Regions from separate parts of the Gasterosteus aculeatus genome. Here region 2 is linked to region 1. A link is a contact called in public Hi-C data. All regions are on one chromosome and are shown on one strand. Each heading gives the region's core, a stretch centred on a gene start, on an enhancer-like site or on the middle of the called end of the contact. The rest is flanking DNA. Distances are from core to core; before and after follow the strand shown.

The links. Hi-C and Micro-C count contacts between places; a contact is called where the count stands out from the background.
Region 2: a Hi-C map of skeletal muscle shows a contact between it and region 1, with 2.3 times the contacts expected there. The contact joins the promoter of ogfod3 here to the enhancer-like site in region 1. A contact is called at or near these places in 2 of 6 Hi-C or Micro-C datasets (both in skeletal muscle).

Annotation. Positions count from the first base shown.
Region 1 is chr5:6,033,672-6,040,302 of fGasAcu3.hap1.1, forward strand. It overlaps cacna1g (calcium channel, voltage-dependent, T type, alpha 1G subunit), which reads left to right. Exons shown (of 34, transcript XM_078102772.1): 33 at 16-185; 34 at 2,896-5,648. The coding sequence ends at 3,849. Among protein-coding and RNA genes, the nearest start is that of uts2r, 19 kb to the right of the region's middle. Within about 2 kb of position 3,305, at least 1 of the 9 cell types and tissues checked has open chromatin away from gene starts, as enhancers often do.
Region 2 is chr5:6,159,512-6,166,142 of fGasAcu3.hap1.1, forward strand. It overlaps ogfod3 (2-oxoglutarate and iron dependent oxygenase domain containing 3), which reads right to left and starts at 4,111. Exons shown (of 9, transcript XM_040176309.2): 1 at 3,915-4,111; 2 at 2,728-2,954; 3 at 902-977; 4 at 771-813. The coding sequence starts at 3,982. It overlaps hexd (hexosaminidase d), which reads left to right and starts at 4,375. Exons shown (of 11, transcript XM_078102774.1): 1 at 4,375-4,516; 2 at 4,602-4,703; 3 at 4,783-4,898; 4 at 5,127-5,439; 5 at 5,575-5,758; 6 at 6,145-6,216; 7 at 6,315-6,513. The coding sequence starts at 4,617.

The sequences.
Region 1 (6,631 bases), core at 2,055-4,554:
TCATATTCTGTGCAGGTTCCAGCAGCTCAGTGCGTTCCCAGCCAGAGGAGCGTTCCCAGCAGCTGAACGTCCCTGCAGACCTCTTCAGGACCATCAGCCCCATCGGCCACTCCGACTCGGAGAGCATACCACGACTTCCCCCTCCCAGACGGGCGCACACGTTTAGCCGAACGCTCCACAGACAGGTGACTAAATCACACTGTGTCATATTTTCAATTTTCTTCCAAATACCTTTCTATGATCTTCTCACCTGTCTATGTCTGTACTGTATGGGATGAAACTTCTGGCAAAAACTATTTAAATCTTGGATTTTCCCAACAATTGCGGTGCTGCTGTAGCCCGGAGAGGCGAGTCAGAAACAAAGATCTCAACTAAATAGTTAAAAAAGAAATTAGCAGTTGATTTGTTTTTTGTGAGGATCGATGTTAATGTAATACTCAATGTGGCCACAAGAGGCTGGAGTGCACCACTGCTTCATGTTCTAAATAGGACTCAAGAATGAGTTGTAGTTTCTCATGCACTTGATGCATAAGATACATAAATTGTGTGTTAACCAGCTATTTTACATTACTCACATGTGTTTAATCTAAAAGGGTATTCATTTTAATAATTATTAATGAACCAAAACAAGCAGGTTGGATTGGTTGTGCGATTCATCCACATGTCGCCGGAATTAGTGTTACAAAAATAAACACTGACAGGTGATTAACACAAGCAAAAACCCTCTTTTAAAACCCGTACCCCAGATGAAAATGAAATACGTAACTAAAAAAGATTATTCTAGCAAAACCTTTTTTCATGTGTTATTACATTTTAAATACAAGAGACAAAACACATCAGATCAGTCTTAAAAAATTGAACTAATTTTTCCTCACTCGCCTTTCTGGGGATCCGCAGTGACACCCTGTTGCAGAGATAAATTGGTTCAGAGCCTTCCTAAATCTCTTTCCTTGTTGCATGTTCAACAGTGTAACTTCCCACCCTTTTGTCTGCCCTTCTTCCTTCTATATGTTATTGATTATATGCCGCCTCCTTGTCCTGAGGGTATCTGCTACTTTCTGATCTCAACTCAGTTGGGCCCAAAAGCTGCCAGACCCTGAGCTGCTGCTCAATCACAGATACTCCTGCTTCTGAAACAGCAACAAACCACATAGTTCAGCCACCATTGGGCCTTTCAGAAACAATGGACTCTGTGTTTGTCTTCTAACCCTTTTAACTTACAGGCTTCCCTCCCCTTTTCTCCCCTCTGTCACTCTTTTGCTCTGTGTCTCCTGCTAACCATCAGGCACAAAGCATCTAAATCTCTGATTGCTCTGCCGGTACGACAACTTACTGGGACTTCGGATTTATGAATGTTTCTCTACTCTTATATGAGCAGCAGGAGCTACGTGTAGCATTGCGTCAGTGGATCCGGTAGCTAATTGATAGAATGCATTCAAGCCTGACAAAGATGCCATTTGGCTTGGACAATAACCCACAATGCAGTGCACTTGCTACATTGCAAACTAAACAACTCAGGGGATTGCCACAGAACAGACAACCAGTGCTGTCCAAATGCCTTTGTGAGTAATAAAGCACTTGTGGACTTTCTATAATGGTTGACTCCAGTACAGTAGTTAATGGACTTAACCCGATATTGCTTAAAAAAGTGTGACACAGTGATTTGTTACTCTGTGTTTTATACCGCTGTGGCTGTTGATTGCTCTGGCCTGTGATATCTTTGACCACAAGGTGTCTCTGTGGCCCCACCGCTCAGACTGAGGCAGGGACACCATTGAGTTCAAACATTTCTCAAAGTGCTGTGCCCCTTAACCTCATGCATGCCTCGCTTGGTCCTTCTTACATATTCTAGTTTGTAAGGAACATTTTTTATCAGTTTAAGTGACCATGGTGCTTACTAAAGCTTCTACAGTAGTTGCATGTTATGGTTACCCTCTGGCTAACGGCCTCACACCCTGTGGACAGTTTGGTTCAGAGATGACAGCGCGCAAACACTGATCAGAATTTGGTTGTAAATTTAACTGGATAACTGTGCCGCCATCGAGTTACAGGGTGTTGAGCAAATGGTCAAAAGTTAAGGGGTTAGGTGGTCTGGTTCTGAGTTCACTGTGTTAGCCACCACTTAATCTGATTTGTCAACCGCAACAACTAAAAAGGGAGTCAAAACTTTACTGATGATAAAAATAAACGGAGCTTCTGACATGGAAATAGTCAGTTGTTACCTACTACCGACCCCCTGTGACATACTACATTTAAACCAAACTTAGTTAGTAATTAATTAGTTCAATTTCATTTCTGATCCCATTCATAATCCTTTACACACCAAAAATGGAGGGAAGAAATTATTATTATTCATGACGTTGAGAGTGTTCTGAGGGGTTTAAGTTAAAGTTGTCATTTTAAAGTCATTGTGAACCTTCAAAGAGCACCACCAGCCTGATTAAAGGTTATCAAAAATATTACTCCCCTCGGAATAATTATTGTTTCTGACATGAACATGAACAGGAGGATTTGGTTGTCTTTTGTTAAACGTTTTTAAAATAAATGAGTCCCTGACGGGACATGTTATATGTCGAACAGACACCTAAGGTGAGCACAGAGAAACGTATGGAGGAGTCATTCAAAATGATACTAAAGCAGATTTGAGAAAACAATATACTGGCAACAGAATTATTTCAAGGCCAATTGATAAAACAATGCCAAAGTTGCCATTGAGAAGTACATAGTAACCTTTGACCCAAACTACTGCTTCTCCTCCTCATCACCTCTCACCCCTCTCACCTCCCATGATCCCTGTACCCTCGCAATTCCCCCTTCTCCTTCTTCATTTCTTCACCGCACATTTACCTCCAACTCCTCACCCTTCTCTCTGCCTCCACATGCCTCGTTTTGTAGGTCGCAGTGTCTACTGATTCTCAGGAGGCCCTGTGCTCAGACGGAAGGGAGAGCAATGAAGGACTTGTGAATGTGGCCTCTCTGGGCCTCCCTCCATCCCCCTGCACCTCTCCCTCCCCATGCTCCCATCATTATCAGCAGCCTGCTCTGTGCCGGGTTCCCGCCAAACCCGGCGCCTTCCCCAAACCCTCACGTCCCAGCAGCGTGCACACCCAGCTTCATGACCAGCACTGCCTCGCCTCCCATCTCCCTACCTTCCCCTCGCCTCCTCCGCTCTTACCAGCCAGGCCACGCCAACAGGAGGAGGCCTCGGTGGATCAGGAAGTGTCCCTCATTACCAATACAGCGTTGGCCGTCAGCGATGACCTCACAACGGAGGCCAGAGGCGACGGGGTCACTGAGGCCTACAGCAGCTATGCGGGCTGCCAGGAGAGCCGGAGTCCAAGCCTGAGGCCGCTGAAGAGGTTCCACAGCGCTGAGGAGCACGGCCCAAGCGCCCCGCCGCCTCGCCCCCGCCCTTACTCCTGGTTGGACGACCTACAATGTAACTCTGTTGAGGCGGGCTCCTCGGCCGACTCCAGCCCCCATCGCACAACCAAGTCCACCTCCGCTAGCTTCGTGTCGCGTGCCAATAGTCTGCAGATCCACAGCCAGAACCCCACTCCGACCTTGCTGCCCTCCCCCCGACATAAGAAAAAGATGAGTCCGCCCTGCATCTCTGTGGACCCCCCTGACGGACAGGAGGGCCTCTACACGGGCATGGGGATGGGAGGTTTAGGAATGCCCCCTCCTCTGCCCAACAGGGACACCTGCCTGAGGAGGAGAGCGCCTTCCAGTGACTCCAAGGACTCCTTTGATATGGGAGTTGGTGAGGGTTCGGGACAAGACGGAAGCTCGCCAAACCCCAACGCCAACCCCAAGCTACTGACTCTTCCTAAAGAAGACAAGCCCTGAGCACTGAACACTGATACGGCAATACACAGAGACACACAAACACGCACACAGCTGGGCGAACCATTCTCACACACAAACACACGATGCACACTGTGTATCTGTGATGGTGATAGTTCTAGTAATAATGCTGTAGAGAGTAATAAAGGTAAAACTACAACAAACAGTAAAAACATCCTTGGTTTCATAAGGAGTGCAGTACTGTAGTAGTGTGACCATTTCTTGTCTTTGTATTGTTACTGCCAAAATAATCAGAGAAGAAGAGAACACAGGAAACAAAAAAACACAAACAGGACTGATTCTCTTCTGCTACGTCTGCATGCCACTGGCTGCAGCTTGACCCCATGACCTCCGGAGTGACATCAGCCCCTGTGATTTGGCGCCCTCCGATCTACCCGGTGTTAAACAGGAACGGCTTTGCCCGGTCAGTGGAGGTACAAAGCAATATGAACGTTTTAGAGACACTATTTTCTTAAATTATTGGGCCATTGTGTTTGTACAGGATGTTGTTGTTTTTTTTCATTTGAATGTTTTATTCATGCATTTTCTGTGATTTTTCTTTTGTCAAAATGGTTCGTCTTTGTCCTTTTTTTTAATGTAGGATATTTCTAGCTTTCTTGGTTTACTAAGGAAAGTGGACGTTTTTCTGTGCTGAGACTATGTATTTGTAGGAATAATATATAAATATGTATATGTATGTATGTATATATATATATATATATATATATATATATATATATATATATATATATATATAATGTGTGTGTGTGTGTGTGTGTGTATATATATATATATATATATATATATATATACAAAGTCATTAAACTGAGTTTGGATTTTTAAGCACACGCATTAGACTGTGGTGATTTGATTGTTAAAAGAAGACAGTATCCTTAATTAATCCCTGTGGGTAAATCATTCTCTGCACTTAACCCAGCCCACACAGTGGGAGCAATGTCTGACATAAAGGCTCCCGGGGAGTAGTTAGAGGTTAGGTGTCTTGCTCAGGGACACCTTCAACACGTGATGTGTTCCAGCCAAGGTTTCCAACGGCCAGCCCTGCGGTTACTGGCGCACCCTGTCTACTCTATGCGCCACCTGTTAAGTTTTTTCAATCAATTCCCCAATTACACTGAGACCAAGGACAAGGTGTGCAGGTTGTGAAGACAGACAACAACCATTTAAGAAAACAGCAATACAAAATTAACAGGATGTTTTAGGTTTTTTTTAACCTTTTTTCCATAGAAACTGACTTTCAGTTTAACTGAGACAACTAGGAAAACCCGTTGCTCCTCGGTGGGATCGAGGGTGCAGGTTTGGGTTTGGACTTGTTTGGGTTTGTAACTAAAGGCAGCAGAAAGATAGCAGCTAGCAACTCATTACGGTACCCACCAGTCACTATAAGCACCTAGGCCCTCAATTATGTCTACATGTCCACAAATCCTTCCCATGTACAGTTGTCACGAAGGGAGAGATATATAGAGATTAAAACTGAATTTTGTATCAGGCTGTGAACAAGTTTATTTCAACTGTAAAGTTGGGCATTTCGGGGAAATGACCAGTTTCGCACTTCCACGTTCAGTTCTTCTTATCAGTACCAGGCACATGACGCTTAGGTTGCTCAGACACACCAGCACACGACATTTGACTTCTTCTGAACGTGTAGCCTGTTGATAGTGAAGAAACATTTGAAGAATTTGAAGCTCAGTCATCTCTACTGTCCCTCGCAGTCTGATGATAATGATATCACTTGTGTCCGTGTTGGCTAAATATGAAAACAATAAAGAAAGCCCTAACCCAAACCCCAGCACACATGAATCTCAGATCCAACTGTTGCTGCATCAATGTTGTTGTTGTTACTTATTTTGTCCATTTTGAGTCCAACAATATTGTCGAGTGCAATGTTAAATTGATTAGGAACCCTTTCCAAGCAAGACTTTGTCCGATCACATCGTACCTCCAGTGGGTACCATGATGCGAGCGCCACGTGCACACATACACAAACGTATTCGTGCACGTGTTGGGGCAAAACTGCCGTGAAAAAATAAATAAAGACTTTCAGGAGGAGGAGGTAATTTCATTCACTTACTTTGGAAACTATGAAGTAAATGTTCGCTGGTATTTAGATAGCTTATTATAATACATTTAGAATTTAATTTTCCTTGCAATGTTTTAAGACTGATGAAGGCTGCACAGAGGACGCAGGAGGATGTAGCCGCAGACATCTAATTATCTTTACTTATTAATTGTAATCATCAGTATGAGTTTTATAACAAGTAGGCAAAAAGATTCACTGGGAAATATATATCTGAACTGAATATATATGTAGAAAATAATATAACTTATAACTTAAATAATAAACATGCTTATCCACATGAGCAAATTTGTTCATCTTTAAAGGACCAAAATGTGCTCTGACTTTTATCTAAAATAATTAGTTAAATCATTAAATATAAAATATTATGAAAATGCTAACATCTTAGCAGGAGCTGAAGGAAAATCCTTAGGACAGTGTTGTTTAAAAAACAACATCAGTTGAAAATGTATCTTAAAATGTGAGCATGACCAATAGAAACCAAGCAGCTATAAACAAAAATAATGAAACTCTCGTCAACATTAAAGTGCTTATACTGCTTGAGTTATACAGTCAATAAACCAATACATTTACATGTCTATGCATCAATCTCATGAAGAAATAAAGAAGCTTTTATTTGAGGTTTGGCTGCTATTTGGAATCAACTGAAACAAAGACTGTCTGTTCATTGAGATATTAATCTAATTAGAA
Region 2 (6,631 bases), core at 2,861-5,360, 130 kb after region 1:
TCCTACATCACTCCTTATATGTATTGATCAAAGGCCGTATCTGAGGAGTGAGAACGTTGCTTTGTGTTGTTATGAAGCCTTGACGGATATCTTACAGTTGCCATCTCGCATTACGGCCGTCGCCGTTTTTTTTGCAACCAATGATTGGACGTGGAGGCGCCGTATCAGGGCCGTCCTGTCGATCACGGTAAGACTGCTCTAACGCGTACCCTGCTCTATTTTACCCTAAATGGACCAGCGCATACTAAATAAAAATCAAACAGAGCCTAGCGCGCGCTCTCTGTTCGCTGTGTGTGCGTCTATCGGGACAAACTGCCCCGTGCGCAGAGATCGTATTTTGGGATACAATTACTCCGAAGAGTTCCAGTGTTTTTATGTGTTGCAGTCGATCACCTACAGTCAGTTAGATTTAGTCTGAAAGGAGAAAGTGTTCTGTAATTCCTATTGACCACAAACCAACAAAGCCTTGATTCTACCGACAAGTCTTATCTGTGTGTCTAAAGACTGACGTTCCCATACAGCTGGTGAGATCTGTTGCCCTGGGTGACACCTCCTTTCATTGCCTGGAACACGCTGTACGTCTATCGAGGGATAAAACGAGCTAAAAGCACCTTTTCAGACCGTTTGAATCACTGTTAGCGGTTATGAACGAACCGCAGAGAACCAGTCGCTAGAAACACACAAGACGAACGAACGGGCCTCTGATCGCGTGAACCTGAATCGGTCACGATTCACGACAAACAAAAGGTTTTCCTCTGCGTTATACTCACTCCTCCATCGGACCCGGCGAGCGACAGCCCCCTCTCGGCCAGCCTGCCAGTCGGGGGAAAGAAAAGCGCCGTGAGTGATTGGGCTGAGCCGCAGAGAGGGGGAAAGACATCGCAGGACAAATGGTGCTCACCTCCTGAGGACCTGAGCCTCCTCCCTCGTCACCACGCTGTCCGTGACGGCGCGCCCACACCTCTGAGGGGTGCATCCTGGGAGACAGACACACGTGAGGGCAGGATTCAGAAAAACAAAAAACAAAGGGGAGGGAGCAGCCGGCGGTGTATCGAAGGCTCTGGGCTTTGTAACAGGAGGAGAGAAAAGCGTGATGATTAGAATGTGCTGCCCACCTCCCTGCTGTGTTTCTCTTTGACACTGGAGTCGTATCGTTTGAACTCCAAGCAGTGGTTCATAAGACAAATTTCTAATTTGTTTTCTTCTTTATACCAAGGACTGTATCACATTTCACGGGAGATTAGAGGGACATATTTATGCCGCCCATCAGGAGAGGTCTACATTAAAGTGAGCTAGAGGGAAGCACAAGAGCAACAATTCCACTAACGGAGCCAAATATATTTCCTTTTTCTCTACCACTTTCGTGCTCACCTTTACTCTCAGAGCTAAAATTGTTTGTAACGTAAATATTGCAAAATGTACCTTGCAACCAGAAGAAGTGAATGTGCTGTGAACTGAGCCCTTTTACATTACAGGTGGGGGACATTATAGTGTGAACATGTGTGGTCTCAATGTTGATTTTACAGTGAGACTAGAGCAGCACAAGGTTAAATAAAAAGGACAGAAATCAAACACAAAATCATATATATTTCCCATAGTACAGTCTCTTTTTTGCCTTTAACAAACCCGGCTGAATAGGACAAATTCTTGAGTTATTCTTTTAACGGCGGAAAGTCTGTTCACAAAAACATGTCCCCTAGTACTTGCTCAGAAATGAGCAAGTACAAATTCACGTTAATATATTCATCACACATCACATTCATGCCAAGAATGGGGATGAATAAATAAATATCCAGCAAAACTTTTAGATATATCATGTGAACAAAAAGACATGAAAGGAGAAGGAACTTCTTTTTAATCTGGAGAAGCACAAAACTCTCAACCCAATAAATAATGAAACGGATGAGAGATCGCTATGTAAAAGATGTGTAAGAATGATTAAAAAAACCTTGCTATGACAGAATAACCAAGAAAGAAAACTGATATATTCCATTTCCCAGACTGTAACAGTCAATTTAAATTTCCACGGCAATGGGAGAAAAAACGATGCTTATCTTTTTATTTCTCCATGTTATGTCATTCTTAGTCTTAAATTTGGATCACTTTTTTGCATTCATAGTTTATCTGGATATACAGTCTTGTTTCTTGAAGTGACACAGTGAAGCGTGTATCACTTCAACAGATAACGGTGTGTGTGAAGATGAGCAGTAAGAATTTGCTTGTTTGCTGCAGCAGTTACAGAAACATCGGGCTCGTCTTGTGCGTCGTCGCCATCTAGGGGATCGTTACTATGCGGTTTCACACTTTCAGGAATGAGGAGGAAAATAGTTTGAATGAAACTTCAAAGACTTTCTCAACTCTTTAAGTTCCAATTTTGGTATTAATAATTTTTGAATGACAATATAACGTAGGAAATTCCATCTGATAGTATGTTTGAGAACTGTTTTTTTAAACCTTATAATTTGTGACCAGCGATTGATTAGAAATCAAAGGCTATGTCAGGTATCCGTATCATCCGTATTATCAAAACCATCAATAAATGTTTAACTGCCACTGTGGATGATGGACTACAAACTCTACCAGCCGTACTGTGTTTGTGCTGCTGAGTGAGAATCCAGCAGCCATTTGTTTTTTTATCAAGCGGACGTGGCTTTATCTCGGCCCGGTCGTATTTACACAGCAGGGAGGTGTCGGCTGACCACCTGATAAAGTGCAGCGGAGCCTCACCTGGGTAGCGCTTGTGGTTGTCGTAGTCCTCAGAGCACTGAACGGGGAAGAATCTGGGCCGGGGGGAGACCAGCTCGCCCTGGCGGACTAACGTTTCTGTGACGTCGCTGTCCAGAAAGGTCACGTACAGCCACACGGCCGCTCCGCACACGGACACGGCGAACAACAGCAACGCCACGAGCCCTCGGGAGCCCCTCCACGCCGACCCCTGCCGCAGCGCATTGCCTCTGCACGATACACAAGCACAATGGGACATTTTGATTGCACTAAGAACATCTTGACATTTTTAAGGACTCAATATGTAATCTTACTAAATTGATTGTCAGAAAAAAATTAAATAAACCAGTTTCTCATAAGCCAATTGTTCAGTACACACCACCAACAAACCTCAGTCAGTTGTTACAATTTGAAAGCTACACTAGCAAAAGTAGAATATATTGAAATAGCGAGCTAAAGTTCATTAATAGTTAGAAGCCCAGTTTCTGCTTCTCCAGGTGAAAGTAGTATAACAGCAAAAGCCACACAAATCAGCGGATTGTAGGAAAGAAAAACTTAAAAATATCCTTTTGTTGTGAGAGTAAGTCAGAAAAGAGAGGTTCAACAATCATTAGGCCCCTCATGATTGTGTTTTTAAACTTTACCATTTAAAAGGTCACGTATAACATACAGACATAGAGAGAAACAGTAGAGAAAAGTTAACTTACAGAATTAAATAGAAGTAGAAAAGCAACAACAACGAAATGAGTAAAATTAGAAATAGTAGAGGAATAGAAGAGGTTTATATATCTATTTGTGTCATCATTAATAAACTATATGCATTTCCCTGGTATTCATGCAACTATCAATTTACTTTAGCCCGTACGTCAATTTTGTGTGATTTGTTAACAATATTGATCTAAGGTTAAGAAATCATAAAATTGGTTAAAAAATTTCATTAACAAAAAAACTAGAGAGACAATCAAATAAGTCAAATATTCAGGTAATGATAGAGGACAAGGCACATTACGTAGTAGCACGTATACAATTCGTTCTCTTTGAAGACTTTATTTTACATTAGCTATAGTTTCAATTTGTCTATCAGGTCCTAGTTAAGGGTCACCCCCCCGTCGTTCCCGGTGACGTCACTTCACTGGCACACCCACCAGCCTGCACACATGCAGCACAGTAGCGTCGTTCCGCTCACTCACCTTTTAATTTTCTTCTCTATCTCTGTGGCATTCGCGCCTTGTGTGTTCCTCATTCGCACCAGCGCCATTTTGACCCCAAACACTTGCTACGGAGCCTTAACTAACTTGCCGTCATACACGGTTATTCTGGCCTCTACTAACCATACCGTGTCACCCGCTTACAGCTCGTCCCAGCGCCCGAATCCCTCCACACTTCCTCGTACACGCGTGCCCGCGAACCCATTGGCTCCCCGGAAGAGAAAGCGATGCTCTCATTGGTCCGCGCACTGGTCCAACTGAGTTCCACTCTCGGTGCGTAGTAGAAGCAAAAGACAGATGATTTGGGCTGTTCGCTATTTCTGTGTATTCTCCAGCCTGTTTTACGAAGGTTTTGAAGACATTTTACAGCATATAGCGTGCGTGCTTCTATCCATTGCTTTGCCCTCGGAGACCAAACTAATCGATTACCGACACCGTGTGTTTACGTTGGAACGACTGGAAGCGCTGGACGTTTCTTGTGCTGAAACAAAGGTTGATCTGCCTCACAACAATAACATCCTCGTAGGAGGACCAGTCCTCTCTGATACCCCTTCTCTGGCCCTGGCTTGGTGTCCGTGGTCCCGGTGAGTCAAACAAAAGATCGATCAAGTGTTCATTAACACCCCCCCTCCGTTCACCATTACTATGACGCTATATCCGTGCTTGCAGTCTGTAATCGGCAGAATGAAGAGTCCACCGTGGCCTAAGGGAAAGAAACTGGTCCACCTGGATTTGAAAGGTGCCCCCCCCAGGCTGGAATACCTCCTCAAGGTGAGGACACAGACGCTCCCTCTGTAATCTGCTGCACCACTGTAACTATTTATGAAGAAATCCACTTTGTGTGTTTTAGCTGATCGAGCTGTTCTCCAAGCTGGGAGTCGACGGCCTGCTGGTGGAGTATGAGGACATGTTCCCTTATGATGGGGACCTGAAGCTGCTGCAGGCAACAGCCCAGCCACCTTACAGGTGTAGTTTGGGACGGGAACGCCTGGACGCTGTCGGTTTCATTCCAGATTTAGTGGCTGGGTGTATTTGTATGTGCTCGTTCATCGTCATGCTGTGAGATCATGCAATACAATAATAATCGTTGTTTGGGATGATGAGATAAAACGTAATGTGCAAGTCCAGGTTGTTGTAAAAGAAGGTTTAGGTTCAGGGAGTTCAATGTCTGTGCACCGCTTGTACTGTTCTCAGCCGAGAGGAGGTCCTGTCGATGCAGGAATTTGCCAAATCTAAGGGCATGGAGGTCATCCCACTTGTGCAGACCTTTGGCCACATGGAGGTGAGTCGGACATCCGGTTTGGAACTGGTTTTATTGGCCATTAGTGCAACCTTTTCTGTCGGTGTTCAACATCACTGTTTGCTGTTCACCGCTCAGTGTCCGTCTTCTGTTACAGTTCGTGCTGAAGCATCGACCCATGTGGAGCCTGAGAGAGATGGCGCCGTGTGTGAGCACCCTGAATCCCCACCGAACAGAAGGGGTGAGGCTGGTGATGGAGATGCTGAGGCAAGTGGTGGAGCTACATCCAGGCTTAAATGCATTGCATATCGGAGCAGATGAGGTACGGATTGGTGTCTTGTCAGACAGTTACGGCGGCCTGCGACACCATTTCTTCACTTATTCTTTGTATCATCCTTTAAGGTGTACATGCTTGGCGAGGGGGAGGAGTCCAAGCTCTGGTTGGCTTCGCCCGGACGTACTGTGGAGCAGCTTTTCCTAAGTCATGTGACCAAGGTGGCTCAAGCCATCAAAGAGGCGTGGCCAGACATGACCATCATAATGTGGGATGATATGATGAGAGGCATGAGCCAGGACACACTAAAAGGTACTGGTTCCCCCCAATAAACCTCTTGAGCAGTGATATCTGAATAACATTGGTGTGGTTTTAAAAGCACAGAGGCACCTTTGCAGTCTAAATGCATAATAGTAAATGCTACATTTACATGCTCCATCCAGTAATATAATAGTTAATCCCTTCTTACTTAATTTACTTGCAGTAACAAACATACAATATGGGTGGATAATAACAGCTACAAATCTAATGACAACAATCCAATATCCAGAAATAGTGAAAAATGAGACTTTTCCTTATGCTGCAACTTGTGGCCTTCAGGTCCAATATTTAGAACATCCCCTTGTTTAAGTATCCTTGCACTCCAACGTGTCTTAATTAGACTGTTTTCACTGAGCTCTTTTTAATCCATGTGACAGCTAGTGGCCTAGTGGTATTGGTCCAGCCCATGTTGTGGGACTACACCCCAAATCTTGATGTGGACACAACTGGTAGGGAACCGTATGCTGTGAAAATTAGTACTCAAACATTGGACTGTAATACGCTGACACAAACGTGTTGCTAGTGATGTTTATTCCATGCTGCCCAGTGTCTCTGCTGGAGAAGTACTGCCGTGCCGGTATGTCCGACCTGTGGGCGGCCAGCTCCTTCAAAGGCTCCACCAGTGTGCACACCTGTGTGCCCAGCACGCAGAGGCATGTGGATAATCATGTGCAGTGGCTGAAGGTGGCTGCTGCTTTATCTGCCGCCGTAAACCTGCAGGGCATCGCCATCACAGGCTGGCAGAGGCAAGTATTCTTTTCAGTTTCTTCCTGACTTTGCACATCTGTGTACGTGTGAATGGGGAAGCGGGTCCATAGTAAAGCTTCCGTGGCTCTGATTTTTAAAGTTGTTACGGTCTAACCC